7 separate regions of the Mus musculus genome follow, and regions 2, 3, 4, 5, 6 and 7 are each linked to region 1. A link is a contact called in public HiChIP or PLAC-seq, capture Hi-C and promoter capture Hi-C data. All regions are on one chromosome and are shown on one strand. Each heading gives the region's core, a stretch centred on a gene start, on an enhancer-like site or on the middle of the called end of the contact. The rest is flanking DNA. Distances are from core to core; before and after follow the strand shown.

The links. Promoter capture Hi-C pulls out the DNA fragments that hold promoters and counts their contacts. HiChIP or PLAC-seq counts read pairs in DNA pulled down with a chosen protein or histone mark. Capture Hi-C pulls out chosen DNA fragments and counts their contacts.
Region 2: a promoter capture Hi-C map of pre-B cells shows a contact between it and region 1, with 3 times the contacts expected there. The contact joins the promoter of Prdx1 here to the promoter of Efcab14 in region 1. A contact is called at or near these places in 1 of 39 promoter capture datasets (pre-B cells) and 1 of 115 datasets of contacts at active chromatin or transcription factors (memory CD8 T cells).
Region 3: a contact with region 1 is called in a promoter capture Hi-C map of erythroid cells, with 5 times the contacts expected there. The contact joins the promoter of C530005A16Rik here to the promoter of Efcab14 in region 1. A contact is called at or near these places in 3 of 39 promoter capture datasets (erythroid cells and liver), 1 of 115 datasets of contacts at active chromatin or transcription factors (memory CD8 T cells) and 1 of 9 other capture datasets (liver).
Region 4: a promoter capture Hi-C map of liver shows a contact between it and region 1, with 2.7 times the contacts expected there. The contact joins the promoter of Gpbp1l1 here to the promoter of Efcab14 in region 1. A contact is called at or near these places in 3 of 39 promoter capture datasets (liver and pre-B cells), 1 of 115 datasets of contacts at active chromatin or transcription factors (memory CD8 T cells) and 2 of 9 other capture datasets (adipose tissue and liver).
Region 5: a contact with region 1 is called in a promoter capture Hi-C map of hippocampal neurons, with 7 times the contacts expected there. The contact joins the promoter of Stil here to the promoter of Efcab14 in region 1. A contact is called at or near these places in 13 of 39 promoter capture datasets (the 3T3-L1 cell line, the C10 cell line, the HPC-7 cell line and 7 more), 5 of 484 Hi-C or Micro-C datasets (LSK cells, embryonic stem cells, muscle stem cells and 2 more), 14 of 115 datasets of contacts at active chromatin or transcription factors (the 230-238 cell line, bone marrow-derived dendritic cells, bone marrow-derived macrophages and 7 more) and 1 of 9 other capture datasets (liver).
Region 6: a contact with region 1 is called in a capture Hi-C map of embryonic stem cells, with 5 times the contacts expected there. The contact joins the promoter of Tal1 here to the promoter of Efcab14 in region 1. A contact is called at or near these places in 11 of 39 promoter capture datasets (the C10 cell line, cranial neural crest, embryonic stem cells and 6 more), 1 of 484 Hi-C or Micro-C datasets (the Ba/F3 cell line), 10 of 115 datasets of contacts at active chromatin or transcription factors (bone marrow-derived macrophages, differentiating embryonic stem cells, embryonic forebrain and 3 more) and 2 of 9 other capture datasets (adipose tissue and embryonic stem cells).
Region 7: an H3K4me3 HiChIP or PLAC-seq map of bone marrow-derived macrophages shows a contact between it and region 1, with 4 times the contacts expected there. The contact joins the enhancer-like site here to the promoter of Efcab14 in region 1. A contact is called at or near these places in 11 of 39 promoter capture datasets (the 3T3-L1 cell line, cranial neural crest, embryonic stem cells and 4 more), 14 of 115 datasets of contacts at active chromatin or transcription factors (bone marrow-derived macrophages, cardiomyocytes, differentiating embryonic stem cells and 6 more) and 2 of 9 other capture datasets (adipose tissue and macrophages).

Annotation. Positions count from the first base shown.
Region 1 is chr4:115,736,508-115,739,033 of GRCm38.p6, reverse strand. It overlaps Efcab14 (EF-hand calcium binding domain 14), which reads right to left and starts at 1,264. Exons shown (of 11, transcript NM_001368627.1): 1 at 194-1,264. The coding sequence starts at 375.
Region 2 is chr4:116,684,333-116,686,858 of GRCm38.p6, reverse strand. Prdx1 (peroxiredoxin 1) reads right to left here and starts at 1,260. Exons shown (of 6, transcript NM_011034.4): 1 at 1,199-1,260. AV051173 (expressed sequence AV051173) reads left to right here and starts at 837. Exons shown (of 3, transcript NR_040442.1): 1 at 837-922; 2 at 1,021-1,214; 3 at 1,551-1,897.
Region 3 is chr4:116,596,362-116,598,887 of GRCm38.p6, reverse strand. It overlaps C530005A16Rik (RIKEN cDNA C530005A16 gene), which reads left to right and starts at 1,258. Exons shown (of 3, transcript NR_029450.1): 1 at 1,258-2,526. It overlaps Ccdc17 (coiled-coil domain containing 17), which reads right to left and starts at 2,158. Exons shown (of 13, transcript NM_001037916.3): 1 at 1,931-2,158; 2 at 1,787-1,855; 3 at 1,520-1,625; 4 at 1,288-1,450; 5 at 1,125-1,208; 6 at 927-1,045; 7 at 601-714; 8 at 261-388; 9 at 63-157. The coding sequence starts at 2,101.
Region 4 is chr4:116,556,399-116,558,924 of GRCm38.p6, reverse strand. It overlaps Gpbp1l1 (GC-rich promoter binding protein 1-like 1), which reads right to left and starts at 1,267. Exons shown (of 12, transcript NM_029868.3): 1 at 1,097-1,267. It also overlaps a transcript of Tmem69 not described here.
Region 5 is chr4:114,998,860-115,001,385 of GRCm38.p6, reverse strand. It overlaps Stil (Scl/Tal1 interrupting locus), which reads right to left and starts at 1,268. Exons shown (of 17, transcript NM_009185.3): 1 at 1,039-1,268.
Region 6 is chr4:115,056,549-115,059,074 of GRCm38.p6, reverse strand. Tal1 (T cell acute lymphocytic leukemia 1) reads right to left here and starts at 1,264. Exons shown (of 5, transcript NM_001287388.1): 1 at 1,204-1,264. Gm33786 (a long non-coding RNA gene) reads left to right here. Exons shown (of 2, transcript XR_376559.3): 1 at 1-1,018; 2 at 1,166-1,453.
Region 7 is chr4:115,074,453-115,076,978 of GRCm38.p6, reverse strand. No RefSeq gene overlaps it. Among named protein-coding and RNA genes, the nearest start is that of Pdzk1ip1, 13 kb to the left of the region's middle. Within about 2 kb of position 1,263, at least 99 of the 459 cell types and tissues checked have an H3K27ac peak or open chromatin away from gene starts, as enhancers often do. A contact at or near this core is called in adipose tissue, bone marrow-derived macrophages, differentiating embryonic stem cells and 1 more, where this site is marked.

The DNA.
Region 1 (2,526 bases), core at 15-2,514:
GACATTAGAGTGACTGCTTACTCTTTATTAAGAGTTAGAACTTGCCCTGTCCAACATCCTTTCTCCCTGTTTTCCAAGGCCTACTTCCCTTTTTCTTCCAAGGGACTCCCCTCTCCTTCTCATCCATTTGCCCGGCTGGTAGTAGTGCAAGATGCCTTTTGCCCATTTCAGCCCTCCCCACTGCTACACTCACTTGACAAAACGAGAGCGATTTCCAATTGCTCCAAATTCCTCTTCGTCTGTGCTGGACTCTGAGTCTGAGTCAGGAGGCTCAGTGCGAAGCAGGCGGTGGCTGCCTGAGCCTTGCTTGGTCTTCTTTCTCCGATGGTCACCAGCCAGGCCGATCAACGCATTGAGCTCTTTGCGCTTTTTCATCTTTTTGTGGGGGGTGAGTGGCGGGCCCACTCCTGAGCTGCCAGGTTCGTAGCCAACACCCAACTCTCTCGCTGACTTGGAGCTGCCTTCCAGGGTTGGAAATCCTGGGCCTGAGCCCCCTGATCACTCCCACCCAGAGGTGGGACTGACCAGATCTACTGAGGGCTGGAGAATAGAGCCCAGAGAAAATTGGACTCAGGTGGATGGGGGATGGGGGGTGGGGGAAGTTACATAGAGATGGCCAAGGAACTGGAGATCTAAATGGATAAATTTCTGAAACAACTATTACCTGTCAAAAGGAAAACGAAACAAAACAACCCGCTAAGTCAAGCACGAGATTCTAAGTCGTGTAGGCAACCAATATTTCTAGGAGTGCTCCAGAAAGCGGGAGAAAGATACACAAAACTAAGGTACTTTAGATCTCTGGGACAAGATTCCCAATGCAGAAGGAAAATAAACTTGTTTTTGAATGGGAGGAGAGGAGACTTTGCAGAGCAGGCAGTGGGAACTCGCTGATCCTTAACTGGAGAGGTGGTGACAGGAGAGCGCCAACACTGCCTGGGCGCCTAGAAAACTCCCAGGCCGGGACGCCCACCAGGATTCGGGATGATCACCTTCCCGTGGCTTCTGTCCTGAGTTTGTAGAGACCCGCGCGAGAGGAGCGGGAGCCCTGCTGCTAGGGCCTGGAGGGGGCGCAGTGATGAGGGGTGACCACCGCTCCGCCAGCCTGAAGTGTTCCGCCACCAGCGACTTCCGCAACTCACACGCGCCGCGGCCAGTCCAGCCGCGTCTCCGGCCCCTGCTTCGGTCGCGACTTCTCTGGATGTGCTGGCGGTGGCGGCCGCCGCAGGCTCCAGACCCGGGCCATAGCTCCAGTCTTAGCTCACTTCCCCTTTGGCAGCGGCCCCGGGCAAGGCTTGCCAGTAAGCCGCGCCCCCATTGGGCGCCCCTTGGTGACGTCACGCAGGAGGGCGCGTGTGGTGCTGGGGAGGTGGAACGTTAAAGGGGCCGCGGCTCTGGCTCGTGCTGGGTCTGGAGCCACAGTTAGTAGGCCCCGCCCCTGTCGGACCGCGGCTGACCGCATCAACTTACAGCGGAGGCAGAGTTTTGCTTGCTGAGAAGCAGGGGCGGGGACTGGCACCCGAGGCTCCACCTTCTGAAAAGTTCTTGAAAGACTCCATCCCTCTTACTCTTAGGTTCTTTAGGCTCATTGTTTTAATGGCCCAGTTGAATAATTCATCCGTCCTTCCATCCATCCCTCCACCCATCTATCCATCTATCCACCCACCCACCCATCCATCCAATAAATATTTACTGGTGGTGAAATATCGAGACTATTCTAGCTCTGGGGATGCTGCCATAAACACAATAACCAATGTGTTTTCCTTTCTGTATAGAGTTGCCAGATTTAGCAAATAAAATACTGAACACTAGTAAATTTCCAATACCAGATAAACAGTGATTTTTGGGGAGGGGGGAGGGAGTTGGACAGAGGCTTTCTATGTAGTCCTGGCTGCCCTAGAGCTAGCTATGTAGACCAGGCTGTTCTTGAACTCGCAAAGATCTGCCTGCCTTGGTCCTGAGTTCTGGGATTAATGGCATGCATCCTCACACCTGGTTTAGCTATTTTTTTTTTAAATTATAAGAGCCCTCCAATATCTATGACAACTTCATATTGAAAAATAATTCATTGTTTATCTGAAATTTAAATTCAATTGGGCTTCCTCTATTTTATCTGCTCATCTGCTCCAGCTTGTATTTGAGCATGAAAGCAACAATAGGCACACATATTACACTTTAGAAGTGGATGCATATTATGAAGGAAACCCAAATAAGATAGGGTGAGGCATGCCTGTTGTCTTTGATGAAGGGATTTTTGGGCATAGATCCTTAGGAAGCCAGAGAGTAAGTAAAATGGTATCATGAAGGAGTGCTCAGAAAGACCTGGTTTGGAAAAAAAAAAGTGATAGGAAATGAAGTTACAGAAACATCAGGAAGTAAACCTTGCAGGGTTTTGTAGAAGGAGTTTGAAAAACCATTGAGGAACATACTCTGAATTTTCAGTTTATAGAAGATGACTCTAGGGGCTGCAGAGATGGCTCAGGGATTAAGAGAGCACTGACTGCTCTTCCAGAGGACCTGGGTTCAATT
Region 2 (2,526 bases), core at 11-2,510, 950 kb before region 1:
ACGCAGGTTAAGGTAATTGCTATCTGATGACCGTAGTTCCATCTCCAGAATGCCCATAAGGATGGAAAGCCGACTTCTACAAGGTTCACACACACAAATGTTTAAAAGAAAAAAACTTGGGATGTGTAATCTCAACACTTGGGAAGTAGAAGCTTAAGATTCAGGAGTTCAAGGCTAGCCAAATTAGAGGCCAACCTATTTCCAAGATACTCTAAGAAAAATACAAAAAGAGTCAATGTACTGCTAAGAAACCGATTTCTGCACTATCGACCCAGGTCAACACCAAGACAAATAAATTGTTAAGATGTACAACATTAGGAGCTTCAGCGATGGCGCAACAATTTAAGAGCCTACACTGCTCCTTTCCGGAAAAGTCCTGGTTCAGATTCCTCCACCCACTTAGGATGGGTTCACAACCACCTGTAACTAGCTCGGGGGGGGGGGGGTGTTTACCACACAGGTAGACATACACATTAAAAAAAAACCCACAATCTAAAAGAAAATTTACGCCTCTCAGTATGAGTGCAAGTTGGAATCCAAGTTCCAAATTTCTTGGTTCATAATACCAATAACCAAAAGAAACGCCAAGAAAAAAAGCATCTTTCATCGCAAACTTTAAAAAACTTTTAACTGTTTTTTTTCAGGGACATGCTGCACCTGCAGCATAGCAACTACCTATCTGGTGTGCCCCCTAACATAAACCATCTTTTAATCAAACTTGCTTTGCAACGTGGCCCAGCATTTCCAAACTCAACCAATCCCGGAAAAGCGACTTCCGGCCGCTGAGAAGTCTCCGTAGGAATCGGACTAGAACGCCGGAGAAGGTCACGCCCCAAGCTCGCTGGAGGTTACGTTCCTACCACTCACGCCATCACCCACTATAGCACATCAGAAAACACAACGACACAGCCCAGTGCGCGCGGTAAGTTCCAGCACAAACTCGTCCCACCAAGCCATCTCCGCCCTCTATCGGTGAGCGGGAGAGGAGGAAACTGAACGTTAGCCTCAGGGTTCCAACAGGTCCGGGAACTAAGCGCCACGTGAAGAATGCGAGTAGAGCTCCAGCACTCGCGGGACCAGGCCTCGCCCTGCCGCTTCAGCCCGTGATCGCCCGGGACGAGCCGGGACCGGCCAGAGGGAGAAGGAACCAGTGATGGGCGCGAGCCGCGTTTCTCAGCGGCGATACCCGCACACTCACCAGGGTCGAGCCACAGGTCTCACAAACAGAAAGAGCCGTGAGAACGCAGGAAGAGGTCGCCCGACAGCGCGCGCGGGGAGCTGCTTTTATAGCCTACAAAGTTCTCGCGAGATTCTCACGGGCCGGGGGTGCGGGAAGAGGGGGACCTGGCTGAGCCCCGCCCCACCCTGGCCGGCCTACGGGGGATGACTCAGCGCTTTCCCTGGATGGGCCTGGAGTGGAGGGGGTCTCCAGGGGGAAACGCTCACACTTTCAGTGATGCTGTTCCCAGAGGTAGAAAAGCACTGCCCTTTGAGTCATTTCCTCGTTTAATCGGGGTACCCGGGTAATCCGTGCCTCTCTTTATTCCCAGGACCACTGTGTGCTGTGCAATCAAGACCCAAACTAGAAGAAGGGTCTGTTTTACTGCTCTTGGAAGGCCACGTCTAAAATTAAACCACGTTCAGGGGAAACTGTGCACCCAAATATTTCTCAGTCGCACCCCAGCCTCACAAACCTATTCTAGGGCTGGAAAAGCTGGCTCAGCCGTTATAAGCCCTGGCTGCACTACCAGAGGACCCAGCCTCAATTTCCAGCACCCACATGGCAGCTCATAACTGTGTAGATCCAGTTCTAGAGGATCCAACACCCTCACACATACATGCAAGCAAAACACCAATGCACAGAAAATGAAAAGAAATAAATCGTTAAGAACAAAAACAAAACTCCTGTTCTAGTCTGGTCCTCATTAACCCTCACCACTGAGGGCAGCCTCCATTGGTCTCTGATTACTGGATACTGCTTTTCTGTTTCACACCCATTTCTTGCATTATTCTTAAATCTTTCTGAATCTCAGCCTGTCACTAAACTGATTTGTGGTTTTAAAAACTGGGGCTCTGTGGTCAATTTCCTGAGTTAAAAGTCACTGTTCCAAGCCAGGCAGTGATGGCACATCTTCTTAGCACTCTAGAGGCAGAGACTAATGGAGCTCTGAGTTCGAGGCCAGCCTGGTCTCAATTCAATGCGAGTTCCAGGAAAGCCAGAGCTACACAGAGAAATCCTGCCTCCAAAAAAAAAAAAAAAAAAAAAGTCAAGAGAGTTAAAGAGGGGTCAGGCTTGATGGCCAGCACTGGGAAGGTAGAGGCAAGAGAACCTCTGTGTTTTTTAGTCCATCCTGGTCTACATAGCAAGTTCCAGGACAGCAAGGACAACATAGAGACCTTGGGGGAGGGGAGGGGAAGCCGGATAGATACAAAGCTCAGAGTTCCCATTTCATATCACATGCTTTGTGTGATTTAGGAACCCAGAGATGGATATAATCCAAACTTTACCCTCTAGAAAGTCATGCT
Region 3 (2,526 bases), core at 9-2,508, 860 kb before region 1:
GTTGGTGGGTCTCCATAAATGTCAGCATTCAAAAATGCTGTGAAGGAGGGAGCAGGCCTCACCCAGGATCATAGGGTGCTGGACCTAGAACATCTGATGCAGGTAGGAGGAAGTGGAGATCCAGACCCATTTTTCTTGTCATGGTTCCATTAAGTATCTATTGTGGACAAAAGAGTTCAGTCCTACAGAACTGCAATCTGCCCATGATCCCCAAACTGCATGTCAAGCCAGCCATCAACCCCGAATGCTGTCTTTCTCACAGTCTTTGAAGTGCCATGGAAGTTCTGGGCTTTTGTGGAACTTGTAAGTTGTGGTATTGGGGGTGCAACCAGTGGAGGGAGGAGGGAGTTATCACACCTACTCAGGTGTCCGGGGAGATCCCTGGATCCTAGAAACAACAACAAAGTGGCTTGAGCTGGAGGAAGCAGCAAACTGAGTAAGTCAGAGGGAGTACAGGCTCATAAACCAAAGATACAAAGATAGCTGTATTGACAGAAACACGTTACAGACATGGACTTCATCCTCCCGACTTGGTCCCTTCACCCCTTCAGAGTTGGGTTCCCTGGGATTGTCTAGGGAGAGGCTGTATTTTTCACTGACCCCAGGGCGACAGACTCAGGACTTTCTGCTTCTGCAATGCCAGGATTTCTGCCTCCAGGAGCCTGTTTTCGGCTTCCACCGTTAGAACCTCCTCAGAGGCGGCACTTAGTTTTTCTGAGATGAATTAAAGTGATCTGTCAAGCATTATGTAGTAATCCAACTTTAAGGGTTTCTGCACAAGCCTGGATTTGTCATCTGGCAATGGGTTTTCCTTCCTTGGGCTTACGTGCCTCCCATTCTAGTGGTGCTCTCCCTCAAGCCCTTTTCTCCTTCCAACTCTAGGACCATCAGTGTAGAAACCCTCTATGATAGACCCTTTCGTTCACCCTTGCGGTTTTGCGACCGCTGCAATTCCAGGGCTGACGCTTCCACTTGCAGCTGCAATATTTTGTCCAGAACTTCTGGGTCCCGGCCTCCACCGTGCACGTAGGCTTCACGTAGGATCCTAGCAAGAAGGCAGCAGAAAGCGATCTCCCAGACTGAACAGACTCCCGATCCTGTCCACCCAGGGCCGGGGTCCTCACCGGATCTCTGCAGCCAGCGTTTCCGGGTTGAACCGCAGGGGCAGGTAACAGAATTCCACTGCCCTATGGGTGTCCTGCAGTTTTCTGGCGCAAGCAGATGATGTCACTGACCCGAGCCCAAGGCCCCGCCCGCACTCCTACCAAAGCTGGGCCGGCAACTCACCGAGGCTGAAGCTGGAGCGCCTGGAAATGCGCACCTAGCGTTTGCAGTGCTCCCCGGGTCCGGTTGGCCTCTTCCTTGAGTTCTCTGAGCTCGCGCTCCAAGTCGAATGGGCGGGGTAATCCTCCCTTGGGTCCCGCCACGCTGTGGAGGCGCCGTTTTAATTCTGAGGGACAAATGGGCAGAGTCAGGGTGAGTCCGAGCACAGCGACAGGGCCGAGTCCTTACCTCTCACCTTCGCCGCGACGCTCCAGCGCCCGGCTCTGTGCTTCTGTTTCTGCCATGCGTCTGGCGCGGGTTCCCTGCAAGACTCGCAGCCTCTCCCCAGGGCTCCCTGCAGTCTGGGAAGTGAGACCCTCAGTCGCTCGGGGACCTATTTTCTGTAGGGACAGCAACTGCACCTGCAAATAACTCGGACCCGCTATTTCTGTACTGGGTGATTTCCAGCATGTAAATCTCTACACATGTAAAGTTGAAGTTTGTAGTCATGATTGGTGTGTACCTCCTCTGTCAGCCTCTTTAGAGCAGATGTGCTGGCTTCCTGATCACGGCTCTTTTCTTGTGCCATGATCTGGTGGCGGGGAGGCAAAAAACGTAAGAATAATGATTGATGGAAAACCTACCCCTGGCCACTGGCGGCCCTTACCTTGGTGCCTCGTTTGATCGCGACTGAAGGCTGTGATTTAAGTGTTACCTCCGGAGTCAGCCGGCCAATGCAGAATCGTTTGGTGTGTGTGGCCAACAGAGCCCAGGAGCGGAAAACCATATCACAGGATTCACAGGATAAAAGTCCTGATTCCCCTGAGTAATCGGCCATGGAATGGAATCTCTTATAGACACCAGCGTCCTACAGAGGATGTGACAAAAGAGAAAAGGCGGACTGGACAGAAAAGAGAGAAAAGGGACAAAGAATAGACCAAGTCTGCTAAATCGCCAGGTCCTTCAAATGTATGTTTATGTTTGGGGAGGTGCCCTAGCTCCCTGGGCAGCGAGTACAGGCTTAGGCAGGCCTGGGCAATGTGCCTGGCCACCTTTGGGTGGGGCCCAGGTGTGAAAATGTCAGTTTGTTCCACCAATTACAGTGAGTTTGGCCAAGTATTTAATTAACTGCGGCTTTGACTTCATTGCCTATTTAGCCTCTGATAGGCAACTGTCATCTGTACCACAGCTGTTCTCTAAAATGGACAGATTTCAAGCTAGAATTCTCCACTGTAGGGAACATTTCCGCACAAGGTAAACCTC
Region 4 (2,526 bases), core at 18-2,517, 820 kb before region 1:
TGGCGTCTAATACTCTTTAGTTTTTGATGAGATTTACAAAAAAAGTGGCTTTATTACTAAACAAAAACCATGAACCACCACTAACTTCTGGTTTTCCGGGTAAGAGTTATCAAAGTTAAACTATTCAACACATTATACATGCCAACCTCAGAGTACAAAAGTGGCAGACAAAACTGATACCACAGCACAATTTCAGAACTATTCACAACTACCAAAAACAAAAAACCGCACCCATTCTTATGTAAACTTTTGCAGTAAACTTCCTGAGCCTCACCTTCGCTTACACCTACCCTCTTCAAAGGTACCAATTGTCAAAAACTCCTAAGAGAAAACGTCCCATAGGGGAAAAAACGACTGAAATGTTATTATATTTAAGCATTTAAACAGGGTTCTTCCTCAGGCTACAGCCATTTTAGATTCAGTATCTTTTGAATTTTATGGGTTGGGAAGATTTAGCATGGAATAAAAACGACTAGTTAAGCCACTTCAACTAATCAAACTTCCACTCCAATGGGACGGAGTTTGGTAGATAACCAGTAAGACAATCTGAAGTTGAAAAGGTCTCCCTACCCCAGAGAACCGCGACTCCGGGCGTGGAAGTTCCCTTTCGCCCAGATAGTCCACATTTGACTTACACGACTTTTTCCTCGTTAAGTTTCTCTTAACTGGAAAACAGAAGCCTTCGGCTCTTATTTTAAAGAAAGGTAAAATAATAATAATAATAATAGTAATGATAATAATGATAATAAAACCCAAGTAAACCAAATCACTCAACCACTATCAAGCCGGAACTCCTGGAGAGGAGCCGGAGCCGCAGGTGAGCGTTTCCGACCGGGAACTGAAGTTGAAGTCGGAGAGCTCTGGAACCGCCGCGGCGACGCTAGTGTGCAAGACTCCTCCCGTTGGCGGGGGGGAGGGGGACGTTCCAACTCGGCGACTCCCAGGTCCCTCGTCCACCCCGGCGGACCCACACCCAACCACCTGTGCAAGACCTTCTTCTAACTAGTTTTCCTAGACGGCCAGTTAGGTGCCGGCGGAGCCCGTGCCGGGACCACTCCAGGTCTCCTTCTGCTCGGTGTCCAGGACCCATACTCACCCGGCAGCGGCGGGGCTACGGTCAAGGACGACTCGCGGCGTCTGAGGACGCGTCCTCAGCTTCTCCGACCAGCAGAGGTGACTAGCCCACAACCATAACAAAGCTCTTCCCAAAATGGCTGCCCGGCCCACAAGGCCCAGGAGGGGGCAGAGCGGGTGGAGGAGGAGCGACGGCCGGCTGGGCCCTCCCTCTGCCGCTTCGGCCCGCCTCCTTCACGCCCACTAGCACCGGCGCACGCGCAGGCGTGAGCTCCAGCTTTCGTGACCCCGCCCGGGCGCCCGCGGCTCGCTCTGGAAACGTTGGGCTGCTCCTGCAGCGGTTACTTCCCGCCCCGCCCCCGGCGCCCTTCGGCGCGACGCCGGTCGGTCCACTCTCCCTTCCGCAAAGCCTTCGCCTCTCCTTGTGCCGCTCTTGGGGCGAGGACCAGCCGAATTCAGCACGCCCCTTTAAAGCTCCCAGCCGGGTCCTCCGGCCTGGGAGCACGTGAATATGGGAGGATATATTTGTACCAGTTCTTCCCCCACCCATTCTTTCTTCACCTTCTCACACCTCGATTGTGAACCAGATGCTTCGCCAACTACTAGAATTGTCAAACAAGTAGCGGAAGAGTGTGTTTTCCGAGCCCTGTACACCTTTGCCCCTCCATTCACAGGCGCGCGCCGTGGAAACTACAGTCCTAGGCAAGCCATAGACACACACATACTCCCGCCCCTCCGGACTAGAGCATGCGCGGCGGTGTGGGCGCACTACCTGCCGGGAGTTGTAGTTCATGGGCATTGCAGGCGTCACGGAGCCGCCAGAATGGAGGGTTGAAATCTGCTCCAGCCCAGTCTTTGCTAATAAACCCCCAAAAGAGTCTATAAGCACTCTCTTGGCTATTGCACGACAGGAAGGGACCGTACAACCTTGCCAGAGAAGGTAATAAAACTGGCGGACAGCGTCTCACTAAAAACGAATGTTTCAGGAAGTTAGTTTTACTGCTTAGAATGGAGGAAGTAGTCAAAAAGGAGTCCCTACGTAAATGAACTCTCCTTTTTGTCTTCAGCTTTTTACACAAGGAGCCAAGAACGCTCGAAGTACTTGGTAGCTGTTCCTTTTGGTCGACAGATGGCAGGTTGGGGGTGGGAGAGGAGACTTAGAATAAATCACACAGAGGATAAATTCAACAATGTTACTTCCTGGATGACCTTCAAGCTCAATGCCCCTAACGCCACACTTTGATTCATAGAATTCTGAATGTTGGGCCCCAGTCTTCTGTATTCCTCAATGTAATTTCTAGGTAATAGAGAATAAGGTAAAAACAAAATCAACACCTCTTTCTCGCCCAGTGGTAGTAATAAAGGACTCAAATGCGGAGGAAGATGTGTCCAGTCGACTCAACAACGTTGTTTTGCAAGTTAAGCGTTCCAGGCAATCCTGCCTTTAAAAAA
Region 5 (2,526 bases), core at 19-2,518, 740 kb after region 1:
TCCCAGAGATATGAAACTTCTTGAAATACAGGCTTGTTTTTCTTGTTTGTTTGTTTGCTTGTTTTAAAAGAAGCCTTTCTTTAGCAGTTGACTGCCATGGTATCAGTAATCACACTGATAACTCTACCCCCACAAAGTATAAGTTTTCCTCACCAACAGGAATGACTTAAGTGCCTGTCTCTCCTTTCATGCATTAGGTCTTTCTCATCTGAAAGCCACCAAATGAGATTTGATAACTAGCTCATCTTGATAGTATTACTTATAAAGCTAATGGAGCCAAAGCTGTACAAACCTGTACCTAACAAAAATAGTCTGCTCAGGGAATGTCTTCATTGTGCAGCAAATGAGGACCATCAAGTCACCCTCACCTCTTCTCCCTCTTACCCATAGAAAGTTCTTTCTGGCCTCCCACCTTAGCTGTCCTCCTCAGCCCAGCCAGATTTACTGACAAGTCCCTCCAGTGCAGACACAAATGGGTTTATGTACAAGTTTTTCCCCTGACTAGAAAGTCAATAGCTTTTCTTCATATATAAAATAAAAACCCTTCATATTAAGGTCCTACCCAATTACTGCAACCATAACCCCGGTCACTCATCCTCCAGTCCTAACTCGACTATCAGCAGTCGATAGGACTACACAGGCTGTCCTCCCCTTCCTTTGGAATTTCCTACTAAATCCTATCATCCAACCCCCAACACGAATGTGCAATCTCTCAGGGTGACATCACTGTCTTTGTGTTCAGACACTGTACGTCCACGCCTCACTTTTGACATAGGTCTACTTCCTGTAGACCACGGACTATAAACACGTAATAGATTCCTTACACAGTCTGGGTCAGATAGAAAGAATGCAAAAAAGCAAGGATCAGGGTTTCAGTCTCCAAGAAATTTCTACAGTGAAGTCAATCTGAGGCACGTCACAATGTAAACTTCTTTCCCATTTTTTAGCAGTGAGGTCCGCCTTCTTTCTCCCCTGGCGGCCCTGTGGTCATCGGTTCCACCGCGCTAACTCCGACCTTACAGGCCGCTTGTTACTCACCGTGCTTCCCGGGCCCGTAGGGCGCCTCGGGGAATCAGGAGCTCAAAGATCCACCGTCGCTGTTGTCACGGCCGCCGCCAAGCTAGGGTTTGGTTGTTGGGCCCGTTTGTTGGGCACGCAGAGTCAGGATCCAGGTAGCGTCTCAGATGACTGCGGCCCCGCCTCTGGGACGTTGGGGTCGCGGGAACCGAGGCGGCAAGCGCTCGCTGGAGGGAACCAAAGGGCGCGCCGCGCCTGCTGATTGGCCAGAAGCCCGGCCAGTCCCGCTGCAGGGGCGGTACCACGGTCGTCACGCAACGTCTCAACTGCAGACTGCTGTGACGACCAATCGGAGCCCAGCCTGGGATTAGCGCTCGCCCTATCCCAAGGTTCTTTAAAGAACCGAGGGCGCCATCGCAGCTCTGTGTCACTACTCAGAGGATTTAAACCTTCATTTGGTCAACGGTTAAGTTCCGGTTTGGCTGGCATTGGCCAAACGCATGCGCAGTTAAAAAAAGAAATCCCGGCTGGTTTGCTGGAAGTGCTTCCTGCACAGATTGTGGTCTGACTGCTGGGATCCACTTAGCCAAGCTTGGTTCTCCCCTGTAATTCCTGCGCTCTTCCGAGGCAGGTGCTGAGACAGGAGGCTCGCCACGAGTTAGAGACAAGCTGGAATTATTTAGAGACCCTGTCTCAAAAGACTAGAGTCGAGTGTGGTGGTGCGCCGCCTTAGTCCCAGCTTTGAAGAGGTGGGTGGAGGCAGAGAGGTCTTCTAAGCTACGAAGCAAATCAAAGACCAACTTGGTCTGCATGAGACCCTGTCTCAGGAGAAAAAAAGTTTTCAAGCCCTTAGATGATCAGAGATAGAGGAGGTTAAATTTGCTTTAAGTTGTTTCTAAAATATGATCGATCTTACCAATTTTGGGAAATTCCTTCTCGTTGAACAGAAAATACTGGTGGCTATTTATACTTATTTCCAGTGCTGATATTGGGGACAGTTGTGGTGTGTGATTTATGTGTGCGTGCTGCCAGAGGTCCATGTTGGAGATCTTTGAGATGATCAGGCATTCGTTGTAATTAAAACAAAACAAGAAAAGACTTAAATTAAAAAGGAAGCACGTCTATAGTGTTAGGGGAAGGTAGCAAACGTGTTCTTAGGATTAGTTCATGTTACATTAAACTTTGTGTATTTTTTAAAAGGCAGGTAAAAATCTAAATACATAAAAGACTTTAAATTAATAATGTATCAATGTTGGGTTAATAGAAACAAATGTACATACTTATATAAGATGTTAAAAAAAAAAAGAGGAAAGTGCGTGGGAGGTGTGCTTCATTTATTTTCTGTATATCTGAGACTGTTCTGGGAGGCTAGTATGCAGCTAAGTAGTAGTGTAGGACCCCAGCATGTGCAGGGTCCTGGGTTGAGTGACTAGCACCACACACTAAGTAAATACTTTTAACAGGTAAAATCTGGGGCTGTAGAGATAGCTCAGTGGTTAAGAGCACTTG
Region 6 (2,526 bases), core at 15-2,514, 680 kb after region 1:
GAAAAACAAAAACAAAAACAAAAACAACAACAACAACAACAACAAAAACCCAAGAGTTTTCAGGCCCTGGCTGCTGGGTCAGAACCTGGGAGCCCTGGTCCCATACTCCTCATGACCCCATCTTTCAAGTTCCTGCCCAGGACAAGGCAGAACCTGTTTCCAAAGATCCTATTTCCCTTGCAGGGATGAAAGGGAGAGAGAGAGAGCTCTATCTGTTTTAGCTGGGTCCCTTGTTTTCTTTCTAATGGATGCAGAGATATAAAGGAAGGTATTTCACCATTTCTTCCACCACCTTTGCAAAAGATTTTCGACTTTCGGGGTTTTGACTGGCAGTAGATGAGAGTTAACTCTTACACCTCTTATACTGTTTCGCAGCGATAAACAAAGCAAAAGGAAAGACGGGCCAAAGCAGACCGACGCCACTTCCAAGAGCGGTAGCTGGATTTCGTTTGCTTTTATTTTTCGCCTCCTTTTTTTTTTTTAATTGTTTTGCCTGAGATGTCCACCGCCCAATGGCACATCGAAGTCTTGGGTTAATTGCGAAGGCTTCCTTCTCTCCGCTGCGGCTTTGGCGGAAGCTCAGAACTGCCTCCTCCCTGGCTTTCAATTCAGTGCGGGAGGTTTTCTTTCTCCTTGCTAATCCAGAGAAGGAGGGAAGAGGAGGGGAGACGCGGGGAATACACTCGTTCCCGTTGTTACTTGAGGCTAATGTTTGTTTTATGGAGTGACTCTTTATTCTGACTACCTCTTCATTTTCTTTCCCTACCCCAAACCTGGCAAGTTAGGGGAAAAAAAAAAAAAGCAGCTAGGGAGGGGCCTAAGACAGGACAGGACTGCTTTGTTCTCCCTCCAAAGAAGCTAAAGGGTAGAACTGGTGAGCTTTTTGTTCGATTGTTTTAATTAAAAGCGGATATTAAGGGTGATGGTGATGATGACGAAGGTATTAACAATCGCAGTAAAAGGGGAAAACGCGATCCTTCTTGTCCAGCTAAGGTGGCCCTGAAGCGGTCCTTCCAACGTAAGTGGACTCCAAGGGCAGCTAACCTGCTAGGGGGTCTGACTGGACCGGGATGGGAAAGGGACTGAGAAAATGTCCCCCGGGACGATCCCGAGGACCCCCACCCCTGGCACCAGACCTGGAAAATGTGCCCATTGTCTTTCCCAGCCTCTCCCAACCACCGCGGACGCACCCGCGAAACTGACCAGAAATAGGCGAAACCCAGGGGCAGCGCGAATCCAGGCCTGGCGCTGCGGGCGGGAAGACGCTGGCCTCAGCGAGCGCGGCTCATCTTCCAGATTAGAAGATTCCCCCCGCACACACCAGGGGACCCCCGCAACACCAAGGCACAGACAGCCTCCGGACAGAGCTGCCGCCCACTGGGCTCTGTCCGCCCATCCGAGCCAACACTGGCTCCCGAATACATCATAATTTGGAATAAAATGTGAAATCCCACTCCCCGCCCCCATGCTGACGCCCCCACCAGCGCCTCGATCTCTCGCTCGCCCTCCCCCCACTCCCGCCCCCAGCGATTTGCAAACGCACCTCTAAAGGACACAGGCACACAGGCATAGGACTCTTGTTGGACAGGACCACACATGGTCCAGGCCCAGAGGAGGGAAGCAGATGAACACGAGCTAGCTCTGTCCCACAAGCCGGTGTAGGCAGACCGGCATACTGTCCAACATGACACAGCGACATCAGTCACACGCAAACGCTCACAGACACACAACCTCACAGGGTGAGGATCACACCCGCCCGACATAACGAAACCAGCCTAACACTTTGTCCAAGGCCACACACTGCGATACACCAGACCGACCTTGTGGAGAAAAGAAACAGGGCAATTTACATACAACGAATAAAACGCAGAGAGGTCGGAATCTCCACACCCAGACAGCGCAGGGTTTCACACTCCCGCACACGACCTATCGCCAAAAGCCCACGCGGGGAGTAGCCACCGCAGCCTGCCGCTCACGCAAGCACTCTCAACCCGGCCGCCCGCACACACCGCCCAGAAGCAATGGAAGCCGCCAGCGCCTTGCGCTTTTCTGTCTATTGCGCAAGGGGAAAAGGGGAAGGAAGGAAGAGAGTCTCCCCGGCGGGAGGGGCAGCGGAGGGGCGTCGTGGAAAGTGCCCCCCGGGAAGAGACGGGGGAGAGGGAGCCGAGGCTGGAGTGCGCATGGGGAAAGACGGAGGAAACGGACGGGCAATTCCACGGGAGGCGACTGTCTCCCGGCCCTGGGAAGAAGGCCGGGACGCTCACGTTTTGCGCCTTGGGGGTGTGCGTGGCCATGTTGGGCAGCCCCCGCCCGCGCCTCGCCGCGCGCTCTAATCCCGCTCCCGCCCGCGGCCTCGTTAGCGCCGGCCGTGTGCGCCGCCGAGATAAGGAGCCGCCTCGGGCCCGCCCGCCCCCGATAAGCGCCTCGGCCATTATGGGCCAAATGATTCATTTTAATTTGGCAATTTCTCCGGAGGGAGCGGGGACGGGTTGCGGCGCTGGGATGGCCCAGGAATGCGCAGAGGAG
Region 7 (2,526 bases), core at 14-2,513, 660 kb after region 1:
TCCTTACTTATGTCCCTGCCAGCAGCTGTTCTCCACTACGGCTAACTACAAAGTCCCTAGAACATGTTCTGACCAGCCCCCTACCTGCTCACAATCCTCACTATGGCTCCCATCACTCTCAGGGAACTTCAGATTTCTGGTGGTGACCAGACTCCCAGGCTTCTCTGGCCCAACACTTGCAACCATGCACATTGACCCCATCAGCGGAAGACTACAATCTCCAAAGCACATCCCATTCTTCCCAATGCTACACCTGCATACGCACTTGCCACCCAACTTCCTCTTTGCACTCCTGATAAACTCCCACTAATCCCCCCCACCCCCACCCCGGAGCTAGCATTCTTTTCCACGACCACTAAGTGAGATACAGTCTTCTGGTTGGTGTCTAGGGCAATCCTTAATGCATGGCTTCAACGACCAACTGATCTGTATCCCCAGCATGGCCTGGTTCTGCAAGAGAACTAGCAAGTGGCCAGTAATCCAATGGGTGAAGATCTGAAGTTTTACTAATCAATAGCCAATGGCTACACATGATCCTTTGCATTTAAGTTCATTCAAATTAAACAAAGTGACAAGCTCACTGGTGTGTTAGTCATCCTTCAAACACTATATGTGTTTAATGGCTGTCATACTGGACAGGGAAGATCTAAAACTTTCCCATCAACTTTGGAAGTTCTAAGAACATCCCTGGCTCGAAGAGGCGGTAACCCAATGACCTAGTGCTGGGTTCCAGCCTAGCCTTGCTCCTTCCTCATGCTCCTTGTCTTTCTGGATTTCACTGTCCATTTTTGCAGCCTGACACACACTGTGCAAGCCAAACCAGCATTTGACATAGACCTTTAGATTGATGCTATCACGCACTCCCTGCACTGAATCATGCTCGTGTGGACTTGGGAGTGCACTGGACAGATGGAGCCCTACAGAATGACCCACCTGCCCACCCTTAGACTCCAGCAGCTCCGGGCAGAAAACAACCCAGCATCTAAAGCTAGGCCAGCAAGTCTCTCCAGAAGGTAGATCCTGAAGACGGTGTGGCCAAGGCATGTCTCTCCATAGGCAAGCAGTCCTACATGGGCCTAAAGACCCTTCATCCCTACTTGTCTCAGATAGAAGCTTGAGGTAGGGCTTAGGGGGATCAAGGAGCTGCAGGGGCTGGCCTACAGAGCAAAGGAGGGCTGGAGAGGGGAGAGTCAGAAGCCCCCCTCCTTCCCTGCTATCGGCACAGCAGTCCTCCCCCACTTCCTCTCTTCGAAGATCACATCCTGTTATTGTGTGGAGAGAAAGCCCAGGAGCTGGGGAGGGGCAGGCCTCAGAGCAAACCAGTGGGGAGAGCTTAAGTAGGAGCTGGAAGGCAAAGTGAGGTGGGGGAGCATTGCCTCACCCCAGGTAGCCTTGGCAAGAGTATGGGGCCCAGGAGGAAGCCAGCATTCCTGGACCAGCCCGCTCCACCACTGAAAACTAGGTAATGCTCAAGACAGAATGTGAAATCTCCCAGATACCTCCCAACCTTGCCCCTCAGGACAGTTCAGTTCAGCACAACTTGCTCAGGGACTTTACTGTCAGAGCTAGGCTGCCCACACCACACCACTAAGCTCCTCCCATAGCACTTGCCTCTAGGATTCCTTCCTATTCCCAGCTTCCACTCTGCTCTCCAGCCTCTGAAGTCAAAATGGGTGGTCAAGACTGGCTACCCCTCCTTTCCTGACATAAGACAGGCACACAAAAGTCCTGCTGTTGAGTGAGGGATTAATATTCCCTCACACTCATGTCCTTCCCTCGTCTCTTCTGTTAGGACAGTCCCATCCCTCCTGGTCCTGTTTCTTGGAAAAAGAATGCTTTCTTATAGATATTTCCGTAGCTCTTTCTATAGAATCATTTTTTAATGAAACACAGATACTTTGCATATATTATGCTGAAGTCCCATGACAGTCCTGGAAGATGACTGTTAACATCTCTGTTTAACAGATAAAGAAACCAAACCTCAGAATGATAGTGACTCACTCAAAGTCACAAGCCAGCACACCCAGTAGCAATACTTAAGCCCTTAAGCCCCAAGTGATTCTGACCAGGCCAAGCTCCTCCAGAGCCTGGCTGCTCTTTTCTTCTCACTTCCACCCAGGCCCCAGTTACTCCCTTCACCAACTGTTCCACACCAACTGTCCTTCCTCACTGTCCCCATGGTCATCCACAGAGCCAGTCCTCCAGCCAGCAAGCTCTTCACTACCACCACCTGTCCTGGGCCTAAATTTGTGTAGCCCTCTTGCCCATAAGGAAAGTAAAGCCATTTTCTCTATGAACTCTAGCTGTCTACTGGCCTCCTCTTCTATTTCCTGACCTTCCTATGTGGTCTGGATCTCTAACCTTGGGTGTCGCCCTGAATTCACACCTACTTCACCTTGCTCAAGCCCCTTCCAACTCAGGGCTTTGTGTCACCTCCCCTGGGTAACCCTTTACTTAGATTCATGACAATTAAGCTCTGTGAATAGGTAACAGGTTTACATGGGCAGGGGGGTGTGTCCGGGTAGG